3 separate regions of the Rattus norvegicus genome follow, and all the other regions are linked to region 3. A link is a contact called in public Hi-C data. All regions are on one chromosome and are shown on one strand. The core of a region is the stretch at or near the end of the contact, and the rest is flanking DNA. Distances in the headings are between cores, read along the strand shown. Region 1 holds the start of Ldha (lactate dehydrogenase A). Region 2 holds the start of Hps5 (HPS5, biogenesis of lysosomal organelles complex 2 subunit 2). Region 3 holds the start of Spty2d1 (SPT2 chromatin protein domain containing 1).

The links. A called contact is a pair of places that touch in the nucleus more often than the background predicts.
Region 1: a contact with region 3 is called in a Hi-C map of liver, with 3 times the contacts expected there. The contact joins the promoter of Ldha here to the promoter of Spty2d1 in region 3. A contact is called at or near these places in 3 of 12 Hi-C or Micro-C datasets (the A7r5 cell line, liver and mammary epithelial cells).
Region 2: a Hi-C map of mammary epithelial cells shows a contact between it and region 3, with 2.8 times the contacts expected there. The contact joins the promoter of Hps5 here to the promoter of Spty2d1 in region 3.

The regions. Positions count from the first base shown.
Region 1 is chr1:106,506,662-106,511,649 of GRCr8, reverse strand. It overlaps Ldha (lactate dehydrogenase A), which reads right to left and starts at 3,558. Exons shown (of 8, transcript NM_017025.2): 1 at 3,482-3,558; 2 at 1,656-1,805; 3 at 1-39. The coding sequence starts at 1,781.
Region 2 is chr1:106,454,462-106,458,809 of GRCr8, reverse strand. It overlaps Hps5 (HPS5, biogenesis of lysosomal organelles complex 2 subunit 2), which reads left to right and starts at 1,590. Exons shown (of 23, transcript NM_001135612.1): 1 at 1,590-1,772. Gtf2h1 (general transcription factor IIH subunit 1) reads right to left here and starts at 1,118. Exons shown (of 15, transcript NM_001399644.1): 1 at 944-1,118.
Region 3 is chr1:106,683,974-106,688,727 of GRCr8, reverse strand. It overlaps Spty2d1 (SPT2 chromatin protein domain containing 1), which reads left to right and starts at 2,857. Exons shown (of 6, transcript NM_001401713.1): 1 at 2,857-3,177. The coding sequence starts at 3,118. It overlaps LOC134483110 (a long non-coding RNA gene), which reads right to left and starts at 2,976. Exons shown (of 3, transcript XR_010060047.1): 1 at 2,843-2,976. It also overlaps the pseudogene LOC134483109.

The DNA.
Region 1 (4,988 bases), core at 2,309-4,808, 180 kb after region 3:
TTCTATGACATCAACAAGGGCAAGCTCATCAGCCAAGTCCTAAAAGATAAACGTTTTAGTTAAATGAGAAAACAATCCTGACTCTTCTCAGGACTTGCCATGGTCTGTATTCCGGCCCAGGAGGGTGCTGCTACTTTAGTCTCCATTGGGATACATTCAAAACCATTGCTTCCCCGAAGGCCCTGTGTAGTCTCTCCCGCAAGCCCTCCACTGGAGTGGCTTCTGTGTGGGGCTGTCATTCACTAACTAGGTGACACTGGCCAGCAAGAAGGCTTGAAACTAGGCTTGGGCACAAAGCTCAGGGTAAACTGTTGCTTAGCATAGTGAGACCTTCTGGTGGGGGGAAAGAAAGACTCAATTAAAGAAGCAACACCCCAAGGCAGGAATATCAAGGCATGCCCTTACGGGCAGTACTAAGGCAGCATTCAAGCCCTGTCTGCAAGAGACAAACAGAAACCTACCAACAACTACTACTTAAAAAGACAAGAGACTTTGTCTTCAAAAAAATATATACTTTGAAATGTTGCCTCAGGGCTGGAGAGATGGCTCAGTGGTTAGGAGCACTGACTGCTCTTCCTGAGGTCCTGAGTTCAAATCCCAGCAACCACATGGTGGCTCACAACCATCTGTAATGGGATCTGATGCCCTCTTCTGGTATGTCTGAGGACAGCAACAGTGTACTCATATAAAATGGGAATAATAAAGTTAAGCATACCTTTAACAAAAAAAAAGAGGGGTTGGGGATTTAGCTCAGTGGTAGAGTGCTTGCCTAGCAAGCGCAAGGCCCTGGGTTCGGTCCCCAGCTCCAAAAAAAAAAAAAGAAAGAAAGAAAGAAATGTTGCCTCAGGCAGATTTTAGTCAGTACCTGAAGAATAATAGTATTCTGCAAAGCTAGGTGTTATGTTGGAGACATATAAACCAAACCCAGGAAGACTGTTCCAAGTTCAAGGATAGTTTGGACTACATACGAACCAAGAACGTTTATTTACCCTGTCTCAAAGTGTTTTCTAACTCAATTATAAAGTTATGACTAATTAAATTTTAGCTCTGTGATTGATAAGAAACGTAGGTGGGAGATGGATGGGTGAAAACAGTCTGCTGAGCTGAATTTGACCTCCAGAACCCATAAGGTAGGAGAGAACTAGCCAAAAGTTACCCTCTTATGTGACTGTCTGCTCACACACAATTCTTTTTTCCAATGGAAAACTGCATACACCAGGAAACAATGGGGGTCAGACAGAAGTTCAAGATAACCTATTCAGTAGGATTTTAATTTTAATCACATGCACATATAAATTCCAATTCAAATGTCTCTTTAGATTTGGGCACGTAGGTCAATGGTTATCTAGCATGTTGGAGGCACTGGATTCACTTAACTGAAAAGGTATAATAAAAGGTACATAAAATGCATAATAAAAGGGCTCTTCTGGTGGTACGGCACCTTAACACAAGGCAGAGTGTTTTAAACAGGCCTCAGTGAGATCACCTTTGATACTGTTACTTTCATAATCCCTTTCTTGTGTATCACTATGTTGCAAAATGTTTCACAGTTGACTCTGAATGAGTATGTGCAAACCTTAATAGTTTTATATACAATGTGACAATGTAGGGAGGACCCCCATCCACAGGCTTGTGACATAAAGGACCCCACTTACCTTCATTAAGATACTGATGGCACAAGCCATGCCAACAGCACCAACCCCAACAACTGTAATCTTGTTCTGGGGGACCTGTTCTTCCTTAAGAAGATTCACAATCAGCTGGTCCTTGAGGGCTGCCATCTTGGACTTTGAATCTTTTGGGACCTAAGGGGAAAACAACGTGTATCATTGTAGCCTGTCCCAAGATGTACTCACCAAGTTTCTGACTTTAAAAAACGTTGACTTTGCTACCTTTGGACTACTTTCCATTAAGTGACAACATGACAAAAAACAGAAATGGAAAAAACCAAGAATAGTCACAGAGTGCAACGCTCAACGCCAGGGTGTGGTCTGGCTCTCAGCGTGAAGGTCCTCACCTTGAAATGGAAAAATAATACTGAGGTCTCCGTATATGTGTAGCCGCCTGAGTTCTTACTCATCTTGATGAACCCCAAAAGGGATGGTCCCTCCTCTTACACGGTTAAAGAACTGCCCTCCCGCTCTTCTCCCATCACCCAGAGTCCTACAGCAAGTAGGCCCCAAGTTGCTTCCGGAAATACCAAAAATCAAGAGCAGAGGGCGCCAATAACGGCTACAAGGTGCGACCCTAAGGCATAGCAACGTGCTTAGGCCTGCGCACGCGCAAACTTGCTTCCTAACCCCCACCCCCGCAAGAACCCAAGTTGTATGATCAAGCCAGATCTGTAAGACTGGCAGGCAGGGGGCAAGCCGGTGCGCGTGCGCAACTTCAGAACAAGGTGTCATACGTAAGTCTAGTGGCTGCTAGCCATGGATGAGACCTCTTGCAGTAAGTTCGCGGTCAGAGTTGGGCCCCTACTAGAGCCCAAAGCACAAGCAGTGAAGTGGCTGGCAGCCACCTCAGCCTGGCGCCAGGGTGAGATCTCAAATGCCCATACCAGAAACCAGGACCTTCACACGGTGAGGCCTCGTTGGCCAGGATGTGGCCGCTAAGGGAAATTTCTTCAGTTCCAAAATGCGGATACAATTGTGGAGGGTCTGAGACCCAGAGCCTCCCCCGCAGTACCACGAGGGCCACCTTTCCCAGCAAGCACCACGTCTATTTTTGAAATCGTTCCAAAGTGCAAAAGGACTCGGCAAGATCTCTGGGCAAGCAGCCTAGGGCCATCAGGCAGGAATCCGGTCTCCTTACAACCGCTGCTATTTCTAGACAGCCTTGAGAGGTTTCTGCAGGCTGGGGGGCAGGGCGGGGGGGTCTTCCCGCAGATAATCTGCCTCACGCAAACCTCATTTTCGTGCTCTATTGGGACAGGGTGCGGCTACTCCCCACCTACGACCCGATGGGTGTCGCAGGCCTCTCAGCTACAGGTTTCCTCCTTCCGTCTAGGGTGTAGAGGAAGGACTGCAACTCTTCCCGCTTCCTCTCCGCACGCAGCGCGCTTAGCATGATCCCCAGACACATCAGGAGCTTCTTAACAAACCCCATTTAGGTCAACAGCGCCCTTTAATCTGCAGGAAACATCCACTCCACCGAGCCCACGCAAGGGAAAATGCAAACCGCACGAAGGCTCTTAATACCCGCCCCGGACGGGCTGAGGCTCTTTCGGCCCCCATGGGCTCGAGTTACCCGTCCTCCCGTCTCGCACGGCTCTCTGGTCCCTGTTCGGTGGCTCCCGACCTTCAGGCCCGCCATCCCCCTAACCCTTCTTCTCACACCGATCTCGCCGCCCCAGGCTGGGTGGGGCCGCCTGCTCCGTTCCCCAGAGCACAGTAGCCCACGCGTGCCCAGGTCTGAACACCCACCCTGCACCTCCACCCCAGGTAGGAACGCCCTGTGCGGGTAGCATGGGTCCCGACCGTACCGCTTAGTGCACGATGGGGGACGACGGGCGAGCAGCAGCAGTAGCGTGCGCGAGATCGGCGACAGTGGCTCCAGCACGCAGAGCTGCACGCGGGCGGGGCCTTAAATGGAAGCTCCGTGCTGACGTCAGAGTGGAAGCCCAGCGGACGTGCGGGAACCCACGTGTAGGCTGGGCTAGGGGCGGGCGTCCAGCCGGGCTAGGCGCCACCAAGATCGGGGCGGCGCGCGCAGCACGATGGCTCTGTAAGGGTGGCTCCACATGTGCTGCGACACCTCTAAGAATGGCCAGCCGGACATGCTCCTCAGCCCTAGAAGCAGGAGCCCGAAATGCATCGATCCTCCGCTTCCTTCTCCGTAAAACTTGTGAGACTCAGAAAAACCCTGGTCACTTTCTTCATTGCTGTTCCCAGCGCCGGGGACAAGTTCTGGCAGGCAACAGGCCCTCAGGAAACATTGCGTGAAAAAGCACCTTGTCGGTCTGTCCACCATAACAGTCTATCAGATGGGCCGGCCTTTCTCCTGCTGCTTCACTTAAAAAGCCTCAAACCAGGACGTGTCTCAGCATTTGAGGGCTTACGAATGACTTGGTCAGTTTACATCCGTGTCTGCCTTTAAATTTCTTTCTGTAGGCCAGTTCCTATTCCTCTCCCAGCTTCCGCTAAATCCTATGTGAATCTTAAGGTACTCCACCACTGACAGGATGTGAAATGGAGTTTGCTACTGCTTTGATTTCCTTAGTGATGGGAAGAATCGTGACTTTCAACCCTGCTCACCCATCTCCCTGGAAGAGACGCGTTTACTGCAGATTAAGGTCTATTATACTCTCAAACAAGATTTGAAGGGCTTTGAGTTGCAGGGAGCTGGAGGTGGAGGGCAAATGAAGCTCACAGCCCCTAATTTTGCTCAACTGTACATTGTGATGTCTTTTATAATAAACAGAGTAGGCTAGGATTGTGGCCAGGGCAGAGACACTTGCCTTGCATACACAAAGGCCTGAGTCCCATCCTCAGCAGAACGCAAATAAAATAAATTTAAAAGTCACAACAGTTGGATATGGGGAGATGGCTCTGCCATGAAGACCACAAAAGTTTGTAACTCCCCAATCCAGGGGTTCCAGTACCCTCTTTTGATCTTCACGGAGTCTCCCTCCCCCATATACATAGTTAAAATGAATCTTTTTAAAAGTCAGAATAGGGGTTGGGGATTTAGCTCAGTGGTAGAGCGCTTGCCTAGCAAGTGCAAGGCCCTGGGTTCGGTCCCCAGCTCTGAAAAAAAAAAAAAGGAAAAAAAAAAAAGTCAGAATAAGGGGCTGGAGAGATGGCTCAGTGGTTAAGAGCACTGACTGCTCTTCCAGAGGTCCTGAGTTCAAATCCCAGCAACCGCATGGTGGCTCACAACCATCTGTAATGAGATCTGATGCCCCTTTCTGGTGTGTCTGAAGACAGTGACAGTGTATATAAGAAATAAATCTTTGGGGGCTGGAGAGATGGCTCAGCGGTTAAGAGCAC
Region 2 (4,348 bases), core at 341-2,840, 230 kb after region 3:
CAGTCTTGTATTATTATTATTATTTTTTTGGGGGGGTCATCTCTGGAAATGAAACCCAGGATCTTACAGGGCCTAGCAAGAACTCTTAGCTTTGAGCTGCATTCCAGACTCTCAAACCTGTTTTACGGTATTTTAAACTGGAGTCTTTAAATGAGCAACAACAAAAGTCAGCCAAACCAACTACGAAAAACAAAAACAAACAAGACCCCCAAATTAAACTGTGTATAAGTGAGGACACAACTTCCGGAAATTGGTTCTCTCCTTCCACCACGTGGGTCCCAGAGATGGAACTCAGGTTTGGCAGCAAGTACCTTTACCAGTTGAGCCATCTCACTGTAGCCCTGGGCATAAGTTTTAACATCTTTCTCCCACCCTTGTTTTACAGATGGTAAAATGGGCATGTAAGGGTCAATTTCGCATTAATTTAGCTTCTAAGAATACTGGAGATCTTAGAAAGAAAAGTAATCACATATTTACATGTATTGTGTCCGCTTTACATTACAAGACTGTCAAACTGGTCATAACTAAAACTGGGTGTGTGGCTCAAGCTTTAATAACAGTTTGAAGAGCAGGATGACAGGTGCAAGCAAAATGCACGAGGCCACCAAGGTTAGAGGGCTTCTTTTACAGGAGTCGAAAGACTCTCCAAGGCAGACTTCCTAACGGGAAGGGCCTCGGTGTCTCGGAGAAACCTCACTTCCTTCGTTCTCAGGTGAGTCTGATTCTAGTTCCTCCCCGCGGAAGAACGGAATGCCTTTAGGCAGTAGATTAAGGGTCAGGGCACCTCCTTCCCATTTCGGGATAAGAAGGGCAAACCACACAGCCAGTTTGTAAGGGTCGTGGAGACTACTACAGCGAAGAGCTCAATCCGCGCTGCCCCGCGCCCCCGGGGCCTGTCAGACCCTCACTGCCAGCTCAACCCCATTCTTCGGTCTGAACTTACCAGGTGGGAGCTACTGTCTCCGGCCTGGGGTGCGTGAACCGCGTCCTGTCGGATCTGGCTCCGCCGAGCTTCTCACAGCCGCTGCACGGAGGAGGGTGAAACCCTGCGGCCGCAGCCGTCGCCACCGCCTCTGTTGCCGGGGGGTCTCGCCTCCATCGCTGGCTGCGAGGGCGCTGAGGGCACGTGACCGGAAATGACAGGGCGGGCCTCCGGGGCACGTGACCACCACTGTGGCCGCCATGACACCTTCCGCTAGCTCCCGCCCTCCCCCACCGGTTCCCGCCTGTTTTGTTTCTCCTCTTCGGTCTCGAGTGGCGGAGAGTTTCGGGATTCAGTTTGGCTCGCCTTTCTCCCTAGAGAGCATCCGGTCCGGATCGATGATGCGTCCTCGGCCCGAGTCGGTTCTCTGACTGCAGGCCGCAGGGAGCGTAATCGCGACCGCGGCCGGAGGGGGAGGGAGCACGCGCGGGGGAGGGGCGTGACCGTCACGTGACAAGGAAGTGCCGTTAACAGCGCTTTCCCGATTCCTGGCGCCTCTGGATGACGTCATCAAGGGAGGGAGGAGCGATAGTGTGTCTGAAGTTCAGGTTCCGCTGTCAAGGCATGTTGAGAGTCTGTGGAGCCTGCTAAGGAAAGCGATCACTAGTCAGTTTGCGGTTCTATGATCCTGGCTTGGAAAATCTGCTTCCTGGACTTCTCCAGAGCGACAGCTGCGGTTTACAGTTAGGGCGGTTTAAAAGTTAGTTGTGATTGACAGGAGCTTCTTGTGGTAAGGGACTTGTTCTGCTCTTTCTTCATCTCCAGCAGAACCTCCAGGGCCTAAAACACGGTAGGCACTTGGAACAATGAATGAATGAATGAATGAATGAATGAATGAATGAATGAATGAGGTAGAGTTCTAATATGGAAATAAAATATTGATTTCCCTTTGCAAAATTTCTTCAATTTTTGTTACTTTGTGTCTTTCGAGTCTTTCCTTTCACATACCTTGTGGGACTCGATACACCATGGTTTGCTTTGGCTTAGTGAGCAGCAATCACTGTCTACCACTCTTGAATTATCATAAAAAAATCTCGGGAAGTGGAAAAAATGACGATCTTACATGTATTCTACTTTCATTTATTATTGGGGGAGGAGGTGGCATGGCTTTTTTTAATTGGTTCTCTCCTTGCATCTTTTTGTGAGTTCTTGGGCCCTAAGTTGTGTTACCAGGCACAGCAATAAACCATCTCTTGGGCCTTTTTTCCCCTTTTCCTTTATGTTTTCTTTCGTGTATTCTACTTTCAAGACTTCTTTTTGGGTGTGGGGAGCGTTGTGACTCTTGGGAAAACCAACCTTATAAAAAGATGGTAGATGTTCACTGATTTCCCATCTTCTAAGAGGCTAGTGTTCTTTAATTTTTTTTCCTGACAGCACACAGAAGTAACGTTTAATCTCAGCTTTTTAGAAAAGCAGAGCTTATTGGGTTAAGAATATTTAATGAGGGCTGGGGATTTAGCTCAGCGGTAGAGTGCTTGCCTAGGAAGCACAAGGCCCTGGGTTCGGTCCCCAGCTCCGAAAAAAAGAACCAAAAAAAAAAAAAGAATATTTAATGAACCTCGTAATTAAAGCTACAGAAGTTCACATGTATGTACAGAAAGAGGAAGGGAAGAGTTCAGGATAGGTGAATAGCAGGAGAAGGGTAAGATGGGAGATGAAGCTTAAAAAGGAAGTAAAGATGAGATCACATTGTATGGAAAAGGAAGCTGGGTTTTTTGTTTTTTGTTTTTTTGTTTTTTTGTTTTGTTTTTTGTTTTAGCTACTACTAGTTAGAAGTCAGTTTTAAGTTTCCTATTGAGAATGTCAAGAGAGAGGCTTCTTCCCACAGATTTTCTGGAAGGCTTGACCTTCACTGATTTATCACTCTGCACTTTAAAATCTGTGTTTCCTAGCATCTGCCCATAGCACTTTACAGAACATGGACAAACTTTCCGCACTGAATCCTTCTGTGACCTACCAACTTGAGTTTAGGTTCCTTGGTTTAGAGTTAGAAGTGCTTTGTACCTTGCCCCAAATTTGCATTTTATATTTAACCAAGGACTAAACTCCGAGGACTAATTCTCCAACTACATTCAGCACTTTTCTGTTTCTGCTGTTTGAGCTCTGCCTGCTACCCTTTCCCCTTTTCCTCCTGATAAAAGATGGCCTGGGAGTACTGGTACTTCTTTTAGGGTTTTTTTTCCTGTGGTTTTCTTTGACTTACTGTTATCCTTTATGAGAATTTTGTGTGTGTTTGTATATGTGTGTTGTATTGGTGATGTTCTTTTTGACTAGAATTGATTTCCGGGATTCTTTTTTTTTTTTTTTAATTTACTTATTTATTATATATAAGTACACTGTAGCTGTCTTCAGACACACCAGAAGAGGGCATCAGATCTCATTATAGATGGTTGTGAGCCACCATGTGGTTGCTGGGATTTGAACTCAGGACCTCAGGAAGAGCAGTCAGTGCTCTTAACCACTGACTGCTCTCTTCAGCCCAATTTCCGGGATTCTTTTACTTATCACAGCTTCATGACTGTTACTATTATTTCACTAACTACCTCAAGAAAGGAAGTGACTGAGATAAGGAGTTTTCTTGGATAAGGAGTTGTTAAATATTTTGAATGTAGTCATGCTAAGTTTTTTGGTTTTTAGTTTGTTTATTTTTGGCTTGTTTTAGAATACAATTCTTACAGAGGTCAAGTTATACTAAGGATACATTACTAGCAGAGAATAAAGTTGTATTATATGTATATAATAAAAAAAGTCACAGAGAAGGGCAGGGACACATTCCGTGGTAGAACACAGGCTCAGTTTATAAAGATCTTGGGTTTTATTCTCTTAACGCCACAAGAATAAGAAAAACAAACCTCCACATGTCTCTGGGCTTTACCCCTGGAAGGTGTGCTCTGAGATTAGGACTTTGCTTTGTCTTCCGTTGTTATCTCTAGAACAATGCCCAGCACATGAGCGAAGCTTAGTACGTTATCTGCTGAATGAATGTGCTTCTAAAACAGTGTCAGAAACACAAATCACAGAAAAAATAAAAACAGACGCTTCTGATTTTTTTCCATGGTATCTGTTTGCTTTAGAATCTTTAATTGTTTTTATTTTTGTGTGAATGTGTGTGGGGACACCTATGCCCATGTGCATGTGGAGGCCAAGAAGGAGATCATCACATGTCTCCCTTAATGTCCTTCCATGCCTGGCTTCTCTGTGTGTGCTGGAGATGCAATAAACACGGGACCTCATGTTTATGCATCAAGCTCTTTACCCAGTGTCATCTCCCAGACGCTGCTCCTGCTGCTGCTTCTCCTCCCCCTCTTCTTCACTCACTTGGTAGGTAGCAGAAGATTGGGAAGTTAGAATTAGGGAGTAGAAGGT
Region 3 (4,754 bases), core at 1,608-4,107:
GTTATTTAACATTTTTAAATTAAAAGTAAAATTTTAAAATTAAAAGTGTGGGGCCGGAAAGGTGATTCAATAGTTATGAGCACTTCCAGAGGACTGAAGTTCAGTTCTCAGATTATACATGAGACAACTCACCACTGCCTAGAACTCCAGCTCCAAGAGACCAGATGCCCTTCAATACTGATGTACACATACCTACCGACATACACAAAGTTAAAATACTAAGGCCAGGCGTGTAACCCAGAGAGGCAGAGGCAGGCAGATCTCTACGAGAGATTCAAAGCCAGCCTGGTCTACAGAGTAAGTTCCAGGATAGCCAAGGTTGTCAAGAAATACTGTCTCAAAACAGACAAACAACAAACCACAATAATAAGATACTCTAGAAAACTGCATGAAGTCAATGCTGACACAGACAATATTTGGGAAGAACTCAGTCATTCAATTCGACCACTACTTAATAAGCTTGCTATGAAATTTTGATTGCTTATGTTAAAAAAAAAAACCTAGAAGCATGTCTAGCACACAAGAAGCTACCTAAAGCATTAGGCTTTTATATTTTACCAAACTGACCTCAAATACTTTCATGAGAGTACATTTCCCTTTCCTTTACAGCATTGCTTATTTGGAATTTGAATTGTGTCAATCTAAAGGGAATAAATACTATGTCATTGGGACTTTCATTTCTTCCTGCCTCCCCGCTCAGAACCTCACTATTGTAGCTCTAGCTGTCCAGGCTGGACTTAAACTCGCCTGTCTCTGCATTCCAAGTGCTGGGATTAAAAGCGTCTGCAATGATGCCACACTCTGACTTCTGTCTTAAAAAGCTTCTCCCTACCCTCCTACCCTGGCCCTCAGTACCATCTCAACCTTCGTCACATTTCTCATCTTATTTCTTACCAACGTAAATATATCTGCTAAATTCTTGATTCAATCTGTGCTCATAGTCCAACTGTAGCTGTTAAATTCTAAATTTGCCAGCTGAGGTATAGGAGACCCAGCTAAATTTAATAACAAAGGTTTCCAAATGCCATTTTATTTGCAAACTCTAGCAACTCTCCGTTCTGCACTGTCCTTCATCAGTAGTTACTACTTTCTGCGTTATGCAGTTATTCCTGGTCATGAGAATTAAAGCCTTAGTCGGGCAGGGGCTGGGCCTTTATACTGTTCATCAGTTCTTTCTCTGGAACTATCTGCTGAATTCATTGTTTCTCCTTGTAAAGGGAGTGTGGTGGCCATTCCTGGTTGTCAACTTGACTATATCTGGAATGAACTACAATCCAGAATTGAAAGGCTCATCTGTTATCCAGATCTTGATGCTAGAAGACAAAAGTTTCTGACCTGGATCTTGGCCTGGAGATCTTGAGGCATAGTGGCCATGAAAAGCTTAGGCCCGGGCAAGGTAGTACAGCCTTTAATCCCAGATGAGGCAAGGAGATCTCTGAGTTCAAGGTCAGCCTGAGACAAATCAAGTCCCAGATACAGGCTTGAAGGTACACACACCTTTAATCTAGGCCACGCCTTCTGCTGGGCCACACCTTCTGCTGGAGGCCTATATAAGGACATTGGAAGAAGGAAGATTCACTCTTTTTTGCCTGATCCTACTTGCCAGCAGATCTGTTGGAACCTACTTCTGAAACCACTAGTCTCGTGGGACTGAGTAAGTATTAGATTCTTGAATTTCCCATTCATAACCATTGTTGGGTTAGTTGGACTACAGACTGTAAGTCATCACAATAAATTCCCTCAATATAGAGACATTCCCTAAGTTCTGTGACTCTAGAAAACCCTAACTGAATTATGTTGGGTTAGGGAGAGTTCTTAAGATATGAGGCTAAGGAAGAGGAAAATTAAGAATTCCAATACTGCCAGCCCATGATGTCACATGCCTTTAATCCTACCACTTGGGAGACAGAGGCAGGTGGAGCTCCGAGTTTGAGGCTAGCCTGGTCTACAGAGTAAGTTTCAGCACAAACAGGGCTACACAGACAAACCCTGTCTTGAAAAGAAAATAGAAAAAAAAAAATTCTAGGGGGAAAGCAAGTTTCATCTTGGTCTCTTACCCAGCCTAAAGTGGAGCCATTCCAATACAGCAGTCTAACATCAATTCACAGAATAAGGTCTACAGAATACACTCACCCCTTTCAACTGTACCAAAAAAAAAAAAAAAAGTAAATAATGCAGCCACCCCCCCCCAACAGTTCAGTTTGGGGGTATTTCCATCACACAGAACGATCCGTAGCCCATTCCCACCCCCAGACCCAGGTATATAGAGTTATTCACGTGTACTTTATTGAGCTGGAATGACCAAGTTCAAGATAACTCAAAAGAAACTCAGGCTAGACTCCCAATGAATGCTCTATGTTCTGCAGTGCGTCAGAGTCAAGTTCTGCTTGGCATGTGACTAAAGTCTTCGCTCATTCCCTAGGCTTTTAAAAAAGCAGCGGGGTGCCTCCGTGAGATAACTGACTTCGGAGAACCAGGCGAAGAACAGGATCTGTTTGCGCATGCGTAGCTTCGGGGCTCCCGAGAGACAAACTGAGATCCCTTGCTCCAGACCTGTCGCACCAGCTGTTGGAACCCCGCCATTAGGAATCTAAGCATCCACCCGTGACACCTACAGAGTCCAGATATGGAAGGGGGTACAGTGCCCACCCCACACCGGAACTTGCACTGAAATCCTCTCCCGCCGCGAAGATCCTCAAACTCATCACTCTCCCCGGCACACACACAAAACCCTTATCCACGCCCCTAAGCTGCCATATTGCGTCTGATTGGCTGCAAAACGCTTCAGTCCCACCCATTTGAGCCAACGCCAACGGCCACGTACCCGTTTTACGTGTCTTACCTCCGAAAGCGGAAGTTGCGCAAATACTCGCGAGCGCTGCGGAGTCGCTGAGTTTTGTGTGTGTGTACACACACATACACATATATTGTATTCGGCTGCAGCGCGGGGGCGGTACACGGCATTAGAAGGCGCCGGAAGTGTCGGTGTTGAGGGGCGGCGGGAGAAGGGCCACCAAGGCAAGCCAGTCAGTAGAGCTTAGGCTCAGCGAGCAACAAGACTCGCGTCCGCCGCTTCCCGAGTCCCCGGCTCAGCCGGGCTGTTCTCTTCAGCCAGACATGGACTTCAGGGAAATCCTCCTGATCGCTTCCAAAGGACAAGGTGTCAACCATGTACCGGTGAGTCACCGGGGTTTCTGTAGGAAACCCAGGCGTCAAGTTCGTATGTGGTGGGTGGAACTTCCAGGGGAGCGCCTGTCGGCCTCAGGGAGACCTGAACTACGCACGCCCTCTTCTGGAGTTTCCGCGGAGATTTGGGTACACAAGGGCTGGGGATGGGAAAGGGAGATCTTTCTTGGGGTCGGTCTCACCAGCTCATGTGCCCTGAAAAGTAGGCTTTGCGGCTTGCGGGTTGTTTTTTTTGTTTTTGTTTTTGTTTTTGTTTTTGTTTTTTTTTTTGGTTTTTTTGTTTTGTTTTTAAGAGTTGCGCAAAGTAGGGGATGAGCGGCGCCTGACAGGGTACTGTGTAGCATTAGTAGCCCCTGACTTCCAATAAACTTCAGCCCCTAAATTGAGGACCAGTATAGCCAGGAAACTCGGGGACTTTAAGGACTTCGCCTGATAGCCTTTGGGTCTTTTTAGCGGTGTCGAATACGGATTTTCAGGTGAATGTTTAGTGATTTCTTGAAAGGGTTCTCTGGTTCGTAGCCCCACCCACTGAACCAAAGATGAATCACCTGCCAAGGAGGTATTTTATATTGGAAAGAGTTCAGGGCTTTGCAGGAAATTCATTGCCAACTAACTGTAAGGTGATCATGTGGGCTGCGGATGTGTGGTAGACCTTTTATTTGCCGCATGTCCCTTGGATCTATCGATTCTCTATGCGAGCGGGTTTTCAGCTTTCATTTCCTAGTGGACTTCCAGATTTTGGGGTTCTGTTTGCTCAGTAGATGTGTGAGTTCGATTATATTCTCAGAGGTAAATACTGAAGTGGCGCCACATCTGCTTTCTGGGGTTGTAGCTGTTTTGCATAAACTAATCATTTCTGGATCACCAGAAGGTACCCACAGAACAACTGTAAACCGATATATCGCATTGTGATACCTGTGATTTAATCAGTGAAGTGTGGGACTTAACCTTTTAGAGTCAGTCAGATGAAACTTGAGATCTCACTTGCATTCTGCAAAATTTATAATTTTGTATGTTGCTGTACTTTTTCCTCTCGTCACTTCTTGTCAAATCCAGCCTATTTTTTTAACTCTTGAATATATCTACCTAAAATAATGAGTAAAAGTAATGTGTGTATGTGTGCACATATATGTACATATATATTACATGTATGTTAATATATGTGGTCAGTCATGTCCCACCCTGATAATAATCACTCAATAAGACTCTTCTAAGCCGCATCTCATAAGTCTTGCAGGTTGAATCTGTGGGCACAAGCCTTTGAGGTCTGGAGCAACAATATTTATCTATTTGTAGATTATCTAGTCACATTTAGTTAGGTCTACTAGTCATGTTTGCATAATTTGGTCTGATTTTATCTTAGATCTTGAATCTTGAGAAATATTTTGGTTTTGTTTATTTGTCTGTTTTTGTTCTGTTTTGTTTTAAAAAGATACTAGCTTTATATGTCTAAGAATTGTCTTGTGGAAGAATCAGAACCCAGATTTAAGGGGGGGAGGGGGAGACAGACAGACAGACTATTAAAAGCCAAAGCTCCTGGAAAAAAGGCAGACACAGTAACCAACATC